2 separate regions of the Mus musculus genome follow, and region 2 is linked to region 1. Evidence: chromatin contacts called from public HiChIP or PLAC-seq data. All regions are on one chromosome and are shown on one strand. Each heading gives the region's core, a stretch centred on a gene start, on an enhancer-like site or on the middle of the called end of the contact. The rest is flanking DNA. Distances are from core to core; before and after follow the strand shown.

What was found. HiChIP or PLAC-seq counts read pairs in DNA pulled down with a chosen protein or histone mark.
Region 2: an H3K4me3 HiChIP or PLAC-seq map of bone marrow-derived macrophages shows a contact between it and region 1, with 4 times the contacts expected there. The contact joins two enhancer-like sites.

The regions. Positions count from the first base shown.
Region 1 is chr10:96,184,448-96,190,980 of GRCm38.p6, forward strand. No RefSeq gene overlaps it. Among named protein-coding and RNA genes, the nearest start is that of Gm40746, 6.8 kb to the left of the region's middle. Within about 2 kb of position 3,879, at least 84 of the 459 cell types and tissues checked have an H3K27ac peak or open chromatin away from gene starts, as enhancers often do. A contact at or near this core is called in bone marrow-derived macrophages, where this site is marked.
Region 2 is chr10:96,464,760-96,471,868 of GRCm38.p6, forward strand. No RefSeq gene overlaps it. Among named protein-coding and RNA genes, the nearest start is that of Gm33843, 130 kb to the right of the region's middle. Within about 2 kb of position 1,397, at least 53 of the 459 cell types and tissues checked have an H3K27ac peak or open chromatin away from gene starts, as enhancers often do. A contact at or near this core is called in bone marrow-derived macrophages, where this site is marked.

The DNA of each region.
Region 1 (6,533 bases), core at 2,629-5,128:
AACAAAATTGGATCCCTTGTGAATGGGATGTGTGTCCTTATAAAAGAGCATCCCAAAAAGCTAGTCAGCTTACAGTGAGAGCCCAGTTGTCTGTGGACTGGGAGGCAGCTCCTTACCAGAATCTCTCAGCATCTTGATCTTCAATGGCTCACTGGCCAAAAGCATGATGAGTCTGTGTTTGCTGTCAAAAATCACCCAGTTAGTGCTACTGCATACCAGTAGCCTCAACTGAGACCTTCAGCATAACCCCAAAGGGAGGCACACAGCTGGGGTCACCACGACCCATGTTCTCCCACATTTTGATGTGAAGCCCACAATGTTTGAGCAAGTTGTGCTGACTTATGTCTGTCTGTGGATTACATATGTGTCTATATGAATAACCTTTTATAGTATAAAATTAAAAGTGGATACTTAAAAGGACAAAATAAAGGTGAGTTAAGCTATGTTTAAAATGTGCTTACTTTCAACTTTTCTCCCACTGAAAAATGTTAGCACTCAGATTTTTTTGGTGTTTATGAATCTTTCTAGAGCAGATAGTTCATATTTCTGTACATACTTAGGGCGAAATTTGCTGTTAAGAAACATACATGTGAATGTATATTTCAAATCTTATTTTTGAAGAGAGGTGGGATGACCTCCTGTTGGATCTGGTTCTCTTATAAATTTTTAAAGTTTTTAAATTTTACTCTAACAAAGGACTTCTACAAGGGGCCAGGGGTGAACATCCACACGGCTTGCTTTGCTGTCTTTCCTTTGATCCCTGAAGGCTAGGGCTGACCACTGCCATGTAGACCAAGAGCATGAGTCACTCTAAGTATTATACAAGCTTCAGCTCTCTCTCTCTCTCTCTCTCTCTCTCTCTCTCTCTCTCTCTCTCTCTCTCTCTCTCTCACACACACACACACACACACACACACACACGTATATGCTTACATAGGTTTGGTTGCTTTCTATTGTCCCTATAGTAACATTGGAATGCACACACTATTGATGTAGATGGTAATGGTAGGCATAATTTACCAACAGAGGAGTAGTAAGAACCCTGGAATCTTTTTAGTTATGAGAGTTATATCAGCTTCCACTCACAGTCATATTATCTTCATAATTTCTTTGCATGCTACTTTTCTTATTCTTTTTCATATCTCTGGCCAAAAAAAAAAAAAAAAACCCTCCATAAAGAAATGATAATGACCACATGTTGACTTGACATTTGGCCAAATTATTAAGCTCACACGAAGGACTAAGAATTCTAGGAAACACTCTAAGCTGAGTAGGAAGGAACAGGGTGTTTGGATTCATGATTTAAATACATTTCAGAACCATTTAGCAAGGTCACTGTCACAGTATCATCTTAGTTGGTTTGGGACTCAAGTTGCGAGATGCTGGGGTTGATGTCAAATACTGGTAAGATTTTTAGGAAGGAAATAACAGGAGATGACTCAAAACACACTTAAAGGAGAAGCTTGTGACCGCAGTAGATGGGAAAACATGTTACCCTGAGTTTAAGAATCTTGGTGAGAATGTCTATGTTGCTGCTTGTATAGAGAGGCTAATTATAATTCCCAAGATTCTCAAGGTAACATCGTGTCCATAGTATCTCTGGGTGTCTTGGCTCTGACCAGTACTTTGACAGAGATCCATCCTCTAGAGGGTCAAACCTGCTGGAAAGCCTAGGGATAGAGGAAGGATACTGTGGCTCAGGTGATTGAAAGCTATTGGCTAGAGAATACATGTGGTGGAGAGAGAGGCAGGAGCTTGGACCAGTATTAGAAGAGTGAACACAGGGGCTGGAGGATAAACCAGGAGTCATCTAGAAAGTCACAGGAACATGGCTGAGTTCTGTGTGGAACTCTATTGGCCATCTGTGTCCAAGCTCTTCAAAACACCCAGCTATCCTTCACGTTGGGAGTGGACTCCAGAGAACCCGGGTGGGTTGGAGAAGCTGCCTGCCTCTCCATCTTTTGATTTAAAAACCAAAACAACAAAAAACTCCCACAGTTGTTATGGGCAACCCCTAGTGCTGTTTGTATTTTAATGCTAATTGCGCTTTCCCAAGAGTTACTACCTGGGAGGAGGAGGGAATCACTAAGCAGGTGACTTCAGAAGAATCTTCCCCTAATGAATAAAGATTTCAGGGGACCAATCACTGGGCGAGGAGTAGGCGGGACTTCTGAGTTGGAAAGCCGAAGCCTGGCTGGTGGGTTGGCTCATGGGGCAAAAAAGTAGGTGAAGGAGGACACGGTTTAGGTGGCGGATACATTGGGATCCTTTGCCAGAGGATTTAACATAGAATGGCTTACAAATTAGGATGCTAGTTGTTACTCCAGCGATTGAGTTACCCGGTAATTCTAAACCAAGATTGTTTGGTGTTTTCCTTTATGCAGCGACTCAGCAAGGTTCCAGAGAGAAAGGTACCATGGCAAAGCATGGGTTTGCAAGAAGTGCACCCCAAAAAGCCGTGGGAATTTGGAATCATGGGCTGGCGTGGCAATGACCCACCATGGGAATTTAGTAAGCCAGGTGGAGAGATTTCAGAGCTTCAGATTAGAGAGTCTGCTGAGATGAGAACAGGCCAGTCTTCCCACTAGTGCCCTGCCAGCATAGCGTGGATTGCTTTTTTAATATTTCACACAACACACATTTTCAGAGGGTGGAAGGGAAAACACACAGAGCTATGTTTACAGTGAGCTCACAAAAAATGTCATGGGAAATAGGAAAATTTTAAAACAAGAAAATGTAACACTTTGAATGTATTTTCTGTTGGGACTGACTGAACAGGTCAGACAGTTCACACCATGGGGTGCTGGGTTTTTGTAATAACTCAGGCAATCTGGGAAGGTATTGTGACTCTTTAATAAATGCCCAGAGTGGAGGTCTCTACCGGGCCAGGGCCTTGTAGATCTGTACACACCAAGGTGCACATACCCTTGGAAATGGGGACAAAGAGCCACTACTGTGCTCTGCAAATAGGCCTTATAGGTCAGTCAACAACAAGCAATCCTGTAATTGCTCTGGCCATATATCAGGTGGCAGGGTAAAGGAAAAACGTGTGAAGCAAACACTGAGATGCTCAGTGTTGTCAGGAGGCCCGCACCGTTCTTCTACATTCAGCTACCACAAAAGCCTGGACTTAGCTCCCACTGCCTCTCTCTTCCGTTTCCTTTGTGGCCATTTTGATAAGGGGTGTGTGTGTGTGTGTGTGTGTGTGTGTGTGTGTGTGTGTGTGTGTTTTCTTGTGTAGGCACCAGAGCATGTGTAAGGGGTCCATCTTCGTTTTTCACAGCTGGAGGTTGGGTCTCTGTCTGCCAATATATGTTGCTAGGGTATCTGGTATGCAAGCTTTTGGGAGGGCAGGATTTTCCTTGCTCTGACTCTCATCTTGCTGTGGGGATATTGGGATTATAGACCGTGGTGGTCAGATTTACCTGCATTCTAAGGGTTTGGATTTGAGTGCCTTACCCATTGATCCACCTTGCCAGCCCCACTGGTATTTTTAATGCTCCTTCCCAACTCAGCAATACAAGGTACAACATGTTTCCTAACTCCCTTCACCACAATAGGTAATCAGTTCATCTGGGAAAGACTGCTGTAATTGAGTTTTCTATTCCCCTCGCCCCCAACTTCTCTACTTTGTCACCCTTCTGTTTGGCTTAGCTGCTCTCTGCCTGGGTACTGCATCCAATCCTGTCTTCTTCTTCTCCATCCCCAATGAGACTCTTCCCTCTGTGTAGACGATGCTCAGTTCCCTTCCTGTGTAAAGTACTTGCTTTTTCTTGAAATCTTGGCTTTGTTTCTCAGAACACCATCTCAAAGTGTCCAGCCCCCTTTACTGTTAGTTTTGTTTGGAGTGCACGTCCTATCCCTGTCCAGTCCCCACCATGACTCATTGATTTCCTGCCATTCTTTCAACATCACATACGGACGGCGGCTGGAGGACAGAGAGATGTTTACTTTGGAGAAGCTAAAGCTCACTTTTGCCAGCAATTGGAGTCAAAATCCTGGAAGGGCCCACACAGGGAAAAAAAAAATCAATTGTCTTTAAGCCCAAAGTGGAGAATTATGACAGATAAGTCAAAGCTGCAATAGAGAATAGAGCAACGTTTGGACGTGTTTTATTACCTCCAGACGTACGCAGAGATGTAGTAGGAGGCTCTTCTTTCCGAGACAGTCAGACTTAGACTGGGTGTTGAACGTGGCTGTATGCAGGTGGCTATAGTTTGCTATAGGTTGCTGCACACTACAACGAAGTGTTTGCTATAGGTTGCTGCAGACTACAACAAAGTATTTGTTATTAGTCTCTTAGACCAATGGGTGCTTCTAGATCCTGAAATTTTGTTGTCATTGAGTCATTTTCAAGTTTACTCTGATTAGACAATGCTTGTGACATACATCACTGCTGCGCTTATACTCTGTTTATTTTACTTTATGTATATACAGATATAATCATGGTTGTTCTGAGAAAATTTTGAGCAAAATAAAATATGCAAGTGACTCAGCCTTATTCTCTCTTCCTCTTTCTTTGAGTCTTGCAAAAATTGTCCAGTGAATTTTGGCTTACAATTAGGATAGAATTTCCAACAATTTCTAAATGCTCCTAAGCACACTTCTGACAGTTTGTACTACCTATTTATGCCAAATGGCACTCTTAACATTGATGGCTATATAAATATAAATTTATTTCTCAGAACACCGTCTCTAAGTGTCCAGTCCCCTTTACTGTTAGCTTTGTTTGGAGCAAATGTTCAATCCCTGTCCAGTCCCCAATCAAAATATTGATCTACTTTGAAAAACTGAAAGTGCTCTATGTTCTGAATGTAAAATAGTCAGAAGATTTAATTTTTTATGCAAAAGAAACAAGCACATCTCTCATTGGTATGCAAATAGACTTTTGTCTTTAGTAAATGATAGATTGTACGCATACAAAGTTTTTAAAAATTAATCTCAATATGATTTATTAGTAGTGTTTCATTTGTATACTTATTTTATATGCTTCTCCATCTGATGTTCCATCAAAATCTCTCTGGTAAAAAGGAGTCACAAGCGGAGAATCCCTGCCTTAGGGGCTGAAGTGATGTCTTAGCAGTTAGGAGCACTTGGTGCAGAGGACCCAGGTTTGATTCCCAGCACCCATATCAGTCAACTCACAGTCTTCAAGTCAGTAATCATTAAAGAGCAAGGTCACGTACCATCACTTTGTGTATTCTCTCTTAGCTGAGGCCACCAGGTCTCGGGGGGCCAGTACTAGCATTCAATACATAGAAAAAGATAAAACCTCAGTAGATGGCAATTAAAGTTTGCGCCCAAAGCTCTGACAGGTCTTTGCTGACCTGTGTACTGTCAGAATTGGGCCTAAAACATGCCACCGCTGTTTTCAAACAAGACACATTTATTTAATATCCCAAGTCTTTGAATTTGTTTCCAACTTAGCATCTGGTCTAAGATGGCTTCAATTCATCTATACTTTTAAATTTTTGCTTTTATTTTTTAAACAAAAGAACTTGATGGAGACAATGGAGGAAGGACACTAAACCTAATATATTTATACAATACATATATATTTTACAGAAGGGAACTTACTCCATCACTACTGAACTTCACAAAGCTCCACAAAGGATAACACAAGAAGCCCCGTTTGTTATTACCAATAGAGGGGAGATGAAATGTCTTGACTACGACTCATTTACATTCAAAAGAACCTCGTTAGCTGGGCAGCAGGACCAAGAAGACTGGGAATCAATTTCAAAGGGCAGAAGAGTTTGTCCACAAACCAGTCCCTGTAGTTAAGGAGTGCTGGGATTGCCCTAGGGCTCCAGGGTAGCCTTGATTTAAGAATGCGTTCTTCTCCTTCCTTTAAAAGAAAAGTTGAGACCAACTCTTTGTGTCCCAGCAGGAGAAAAGAATAAAACTTGACCTTCTTTTGTTCCAACAATAGTCTGAAAAACTGCCTGATAGCACTGGGCCAAAAGTGTTATCCATCAGTTGTCAATTCAGCTTCCTGGACACAGCGCTGCAGTCGCCCTGTGTTACTATGTTGCTGTGTGGCATCTTTTCTGCTCTGGTTTTGGAATTTAAAGAGGGAAACAAAATGACCATGAAAAAAATGTAAGTTGGATGCTATTCATCTCCTTATTTATAAATAAATGGAAACTGACAGGCACCCCTTCAGAACGTGTTTACTTTGTGGACAACTGTTGATGACACGGCTTGAAAAGACACAGTCTGGTGCCACCAGGACCAGCTGCTCCTCCAGTAGCTACATTGTGTAGCCTCGCTTGAGTTTTGGCTTGGCACATGCATTTTCAGCCTGCCTTCCGTAAGACTCCGGGATCCTTTCTCTCTAGCACTGTCTGCCAGAGAACAATAGATGGGCTTTGTCACAGCCCTGAAAACTTGGGCTTTGGGGAGCTCTTGATCGCTGGTGCTGTGGCTAGTAACATAATGGGCTTCTCTCAGTGCCAGCGGTTGCATCTGCTGTTGGCCCAGTAACTTTGCTTGATGGAAGTGACACTCAATATTTTGTTCTTCATACTGCT
Region 2 (7,109 bases), core at 147-2,646, 280 kb after region 1:
CTTAGAACAGTGGTGAGTTTATAATATGGGAAGTTCTAAAAGAAGAAGCAGAGCGAATATTATGGGAGTTTATGCTAAGTACATGTGGTTTACAGAAGGGAGAGATGCTTCCTAATACTCCTGGAGCCTCACCATCATCTTCAGCAGGACTAAACTCTCTCCACTGAGCAATCTCACTACATGCTATGCAAGATAGTGTATGTATAAATTACAGGTAGGAGTGTGATATCCCAGTTAAGATGAGACAATGGTAGACTGTCTTTCTGACATACCCAAAAGTCCCACGCTTGATCCTCAGCACTGCAGGAAAACAAAATCAGGATATAAACACAGATACGGGCAGTGTCACAAAAGTGCAATAGCATGGAGTGTTCGCTCTCCCCCAACCATCTAAAACTCTGTTTATGACTGATTCTGTTTACCGGGCACTTTAAAGATGTACTTAGCTTCAGAGCTGTATTAAAGTTACATCTTCCTACATTATGTCTGACATACCAGTTGTTTTTTAAACTATGAATTTTATATTTATTTAAAATATTGGTAACTTTAATCTTGTTTTTTAAAAGATCATCATTATTATTATTATTAATTATTATTATTATTATTATTATTATTATTATTATTATTATTATTATTGGTGTTCCTAAATGTTATGGCAGTCATATTCATCTGTGGAAAATCTTCTTAGATTTCAGTTTTATATTCATTTTACAAGCATTCAGGCAGCATTTACTAAGTGCCTAGTATTATGCTACATAAAAGTTGATTAGCAGATGATCGTGGCTCAGCTTTGGGATTGGGCACAAAATAGCTGAGGCTATGAAAATATAAACCAATAGTTAAAATGGTAGAAGGCTGGACTTTTCTTGTCACTGTGATAAAATATCTGTCCCAAATCACTCAAGGAAGTAGGGTACATTTGGATCACAGTTTGAGGGTACGTTATGTGTCAGGAGGGACTGACAGTGTGGAGTGAGAGTCTGTAGTCAGCAAGCAGGGAGGAATGGAAGCTGGTACCTTCTCCCTTCCCTCTCTTCTTTATTCTAGAAATCCAGCTGATGGGATGATGCCACCAACACCCAGAATGGTTCTTGTCTCCTTGGAGAAGCCATTCTTGAAACCCTTTCAGAGGCTGGCCTTGAGGTGTCTCCTGGGTAATTCTAAATTAAGTTGAAAATTAAGATTAACCACCATAAGTATTATCAAGTATCTCTAGGAAGGAAATGTTCGGGAAATGTTATCAAGTATCTCAAGGAAGGAAATGTTCGGGGGTTTTCATGACCTGTTTTATACAGCCTCTGTAGTTTTCCCTCGTCACTGCTCCTCAGACCACCGTGGGAAAAGTCAGTGTGGTTCCAGTGTTGCTGGATCTGTGCTATGTCTCAGCCTTCAACTTGCTCAATATGTTTGCAAAATCCCACACTTATTCAGTTCCTCCTTCTAAAGAAACTCCCCTTAGTGCCTGGGAGGTCACTTTTTCTTACTTTACTTCCTGCCTCACTGGGCTTTCTTCATTGGTTTTTTGTTTTACTTTTTAATCTACTTAAGGTCAAATCATCTGAATGCTGCCTTCCTGATCACTCTTCTTCTCAATTCTTTCTCGGACGCCCTATGTCACCTCACAACCATAAGTGCTGATTACAGGTAGTTCTCAAATGTCTGTCTCTGCCTTTGACATCGCCAGTGAACTTCAAGGCATGCTTACCCAACTGTTCAGCATTTCACAGAGAAAAGTCCAAATATCATCTCAAGCTTAACATGATAGAAATAAATAAAATAAAGTTAGACTATTGCTACCCACTCTATTTCTCCCTTAGTCCTCACTACCTTAATTAGTCCGAAGCCCCTCCTTCTAATCCCTTGGCTCTGCCCTTTACTATGTATTTCTTTTATACTCCATTGTTCCACCATGCCTTCAAACGTCATTCAGAAAGTGGTGTCTTAATCCCTCTGCTTTAGAACCCTAGATAGCAGTTGTCACCTTTAGCCAGGTCCTTCCACTTTGACCCTATCCTTCCTACTGCACTACACATAGCTGTCAATGTTCCCATTCACGCACAATGAATATGTTCCATTCTTTCATCTCTACTTTTCAATGCTTCTGATCTTAGGTCCTTTCCATGGCTTTAGCAAATCTTGCTCAACACTACAATTTTCATCTCATCCCACACCCATTTGGAGCCCTCCAACAATGCCAGCATCTTTGCACTGCATCCCACAGGCCAAGGAGGTTCTACCTCAGGTGCTTTGCACTTCCTGTTCTGTCCACCTTGACAACTTCCCGTTATACCCACATCTATTGCAGATTGAACTTGTCCTTGATTTTTATCACTGTCACTGAACCATTTCATCAATGTGACTTTTCTCGTCTACAAAACAGCCCTCCGCCTCCACATGCATCCTGTGTTCATCCTTCTTCACCCAGAATGTGTTTCCATTGTTCTCTTCATTCTGTAGAACCTAAATTCCATAATAATAGAAAGCTTATTTTTCGCTGTTGCATCTTTAGACCCAAGGACAGCATCTGGCACACAATATTCTTTCAGTGACTAATGAGTTTTAATTAATTAAGCAACTTGAGCTTGGAGAAAAAAAAAAAACCCAAGAGCCTACAAGGCAAGGGAAATGAGTATGAAAAGGAACACATTTGCTCCATCTAAAATAGAAGTTAAGTTGGCAAACTACAACCTCGGGCCAAATCAAATGCAGCCCGCTACCTTGTTCTTGTAAATAAAATTTTATTGAAGCCCAACCATGTTCTTTAACTTACATATTGTCCATGAGTGCTTTTGTTCTGTCACAGCAGGGCTGAACAGTGGTGACAGAGAACACATGGCCCCGAGACTCAAATATTTACAATTTGCCTTTTTATAGAAAAGAAGTCTGACAGTCCTTGGTCTACAGGACACGATGGTAAAAAGATGGAAGACCAGATGAAGGCAAGCCGGAGGGAATATCTATGAGCTTAGGTTTAATACACAGGCAGAAGGAGACAGACGATGGATGCTTTTAAGGCAAGGGAGTCCCTGGAAGGCAGAAACTACTTTTAATATAATTTGTGCTTGAAAGAGCACTGTGATATTTAAGCCTGGCATCCCTGTGACAGATGCTACCAGGGCTGAACCACAATACCACTGCCATTTCCAGAATCGAGGCTTAAAGTAGAAGTCAAACCCTCATAAAACCATCTGTTTCCCTCCCCTATCTCCTGGATGGCTCTCAGCTGGGAAATGATCTTTCTCCTATGGTGAGCCTCCTACAGAGTCTCCAACAAAGACCACTCTGACCTCTGGATATCTGGACAGAGACAATTCCAAAAGCCCCCAAAATAAGACTTTGGTTCTAGAGTCACGCGGAAACTGTTCTCAACACTCTAACTTTGTTGGTCAAATTGGAGGAAGCTCATGGAGCTTGAAAATATGGCTCATTTCTGTGAAGGGTGATAAGCAAATTTTAAATTTTTGGTGACTTATCTCACCAGACAGACCTCTCTCTGGTTCTCTCTCTGAACCATGTGGAGCGTGTTTAGATTCCACTACTGGGTGAGGTCGAACATGGCTGTGCCATTTCTCTCTGCTTGAATTTCACAGTACAGCGATCTTTCTCTGGAGGTTTGGTTCTTGTCATCTTGGTTCCAATCAGTCCTTAAAAGAGGACAGGAACACATTTTAAAGCAGGAAGAAAGAAGGAAGGAGGAAGAGGAAGAGAGGAGGATGAAGAAGATGAAGAAAAGAGGAGGAGGAGGAAGAAATAATATGATGTGAATTTCACAAAACAAAGTAGAGCTTTGGCTAGTGGCTAACTTGGGTGTAGGCAGTGCATCCTCTTCTTCCCTCTGAGAATGCAGTGGTGAAATCTCATCTGCCCCAGTGAGGCTGCTGCATTTAGTTTAATTTGATCTACGCTCATGCTCCCTGTATGCCTGCTCTCCCAGTGTATGGATCCAGGAAACACCACTTTTCCCCTTTCATCTCCTGAATCCTTCAGTCTGAAGACTCATTATTGATCACAGCCTCCAAGAATTCAAAGTATGGGTTATCATCTCAAGGAAGGATTGGAAATGTCCAGAGCCTTGCTGCTCGAAAGGGCAACAGAACTTTGATCTCTACCATTTTCTTTAGGGCCCATGCTTTGCTCCGCCTTTTCAGACTATCAGAAGGCAGGTCTGCTGGTTCCGCTACTTAATTTAATGCTTCAGTTTTCAGGAGGAGCCAGCCTGGTCGAGCTTTTTAGGCTCTTTCTACTTGGGATGTGATGAATCAATCAATTGCAGGCTTCATTTTGTAGACGTTGGTATCCATGATGGGGTGCTAGCTCAGCCCTAGTAGCAGACAGAGGTGGCTCCGATAATTACATTAGAACCGTGGATACACACTTGCCTTAGGGCTTTAGAGTTGGGCTTAATCAAATCTACATTTGACATTTCACAGCCCACGCCAAGGATTTGTGCAAAGAAATAGCCGAGCACCGCCGGTTCTGCCTTAGCCTCCTCTTAAGGAAACAGCAGGCCTTGCGTTGGTTACATTTCTGCCCTGTGGTACAGCACTCAGAGCTTCTCTGGGCCATGTGCTTTTGATCCACAAAACACAACGGTTTGTTTGCTTGCTTGCTGTACTTAATACTTCTCTTGCACCCAGGCCTGGGGCTATGCTGTGGTTTGAATGTGAAATGTTCCCTGTCTTGTCTTTAGGGCCTGCCACAATTTCTTAATTAACTCTCTGCAGCCTAAATGGGTACTCAAGGTAATCACAAAATAAAACAGAAAATCTTGGAATGGAAATGATGGTGAACAAGACTGGATATGCAAAGATGACATGAGCCTGGATCCCAAACCTCCATAGAGGTAGCACTGGACCTGTGGATTGGAAGCAGCTGGGGCTTCTTGTTTGTTTTTGTTTGAAACTTACTTTTGCTTTGTAGAGTTAGCAATTGAACAAAACAGACTAAAAGACAATGCCTGGCACTGAAAAGTTGAAAGTGCTTTTAGGTGATTCTCATCCGTTTCAAATAAGAACAGGAGATCTGCACAGTTCACCACCAAGTGTTTCTGGTTACATTTTTTTTCTAAGATTTATTTTCAAGCATGAATGCACGATTGCATGCGTGCTTGCATGTGTGTGTGTGTGTGTGTGTGTGTTCGTGTAGGTGCCCATGAAGTCCAGAGGGAGGCATCAGACCCCCTGGACTTGGAGTTCCAGGTGACTGCAAAGGTGATAGGAAGTAAATTATGATCTAGAAGGACAGGAGGCTCTCTTATCCACTGATCTTCTCAGACTGTGATACAATTTTTCTTTAGAGCATATTTGGAGAAATACTGACAAAAGTCAAGAAATTGAATCAAGAAGTCGTTTAATGAGTATAGTCACTGTCCCTGCCACTGAGGATGGTCCAAGCTAGACCATCACAGCCCTGTGTGAAAAGGAACAGGAAAAAAACAAAAAACAAAAAAACCCTCCAAATGAAGTTCTGGATCTTCTAAAATGATGTTGGGGTTTATTCAGGGCAACACTACAATAGTAGTACTACGTCTGTGAAGGGAGTTCAAATCTCAGCCAAAGAGAAAAGAAGGAGCAGGTGCAAGATGGGGGGAGCACACATACACAGAAGACGTTCAGGTTCCATCAGACAGGGAGGGCAGCAAATTCAACAGCATAAAGCCCAGGCTGGGGACGAGTTAGATCTTGAAAAGTACTGTGGAGCTGTAGCCAAGTGGCAAGAGATATATGTTAGCTGGGGAAATAACGTGACCAAATTTGCCTTTTAGGTAGGTTAGGTATCAGCATGGCACTGGATGGGGGCCAGAGGGCAGCAGCCATGTGGCTCCATTACTATTGTTGTGTGAAAATGACAGGCTTGCTGTATGGATACAGATGCAAAGTGCTCCTTGGTTGAAAGATGTTTGTGTAAAGAAAGCTGAATCCCCAGACACCCAAAGAGGAAAGATCACAGAGGAGCGAGGCCTCCAGAAACTCCATGCAGATGTTGCAGCCTTCTACACAGGGCCCTGAACCTGCTTCTCATCTTATAACCATTTGCTGGCTTCCTTTGTATTTTGCAACTTCTTCCCATCTTTTTCCAACTTAAAATTTTTTATTCCCGAGTCGGTAAAATGATTCCATTTGGTAAAGGCCCTTGTGACAAAGTTGCAGAATTAAAGTCCAGGCCCCAGGTCCCACATGGCAGAAAGAGAGAAGCAATACTCTCTAAGTTGTCCTCTGTTTTCACATAGGTGGCATGTTCCATGGTGTGTGTGTGTGTGTGTGTGTGTGTGTGTGTACTCAAAATAAATAAATGCAATACATGTTCTTCACTCTTTTTGTGCCTTCCTTTCTGTCATTGTTCATGTGTTCTTAAGAATCCAAGTACCATCCTATTATTTGAATGCCCACACAATTGCCTCATTTTCTGTTATTTTCTGTGTGAAATTGCAAAGAAGAAAAAAATCTAATTGGCCTTATTCATCTCTTCATGCAATACTCTATTGTAGGTCACTGGCCAATCTGCATAGTGGCTTTCCATGGGTTTCTATGGAGATGGAATGTTTCCAACTTAGGAAAATAGATGAACAGAGATATTCTTTACCAGGAAGTGGCATCTAAGAAGCATTTGTTGGGACACAAAATTTAACTGAACCATGGGATGTCCCCAGATGAAACTTTGGAACATCTTTGGGTCATATGGCCAAATCCAATGACAACTCTGATTTGGCACACTTATATGGCCTACTCCTGGCTGATGACTGGCACCTCCATCACTGTACTCGTCACTAAATCATGTGAGTGCATGCTCCTGTGAAGCTTTTGTGGAGATCTAACATTGCTCCAATCATTTTGTGAAGAAACTATCTACATAGATTCTTTTCCCCAATGCATAAACAAGCTCACAGAAGGAGCTCACTAGGTTCAAGGCATTGACTCAAATAATTCAAGAGGTAATACCACAGTAGATAAGAAAAGGAGCAGAAAAGAGGAAGTGGCTAAGAAAGGGCAGGCAATTAGAGTTGAGTCTTGTTGGAGAGCTAGCATAAGCACACACTCCAATGCAATCCCACCCAGCAGACAGCACACAGATTCCACCAGTAACCAAATGAGGGATTCCATCCTTTGGGT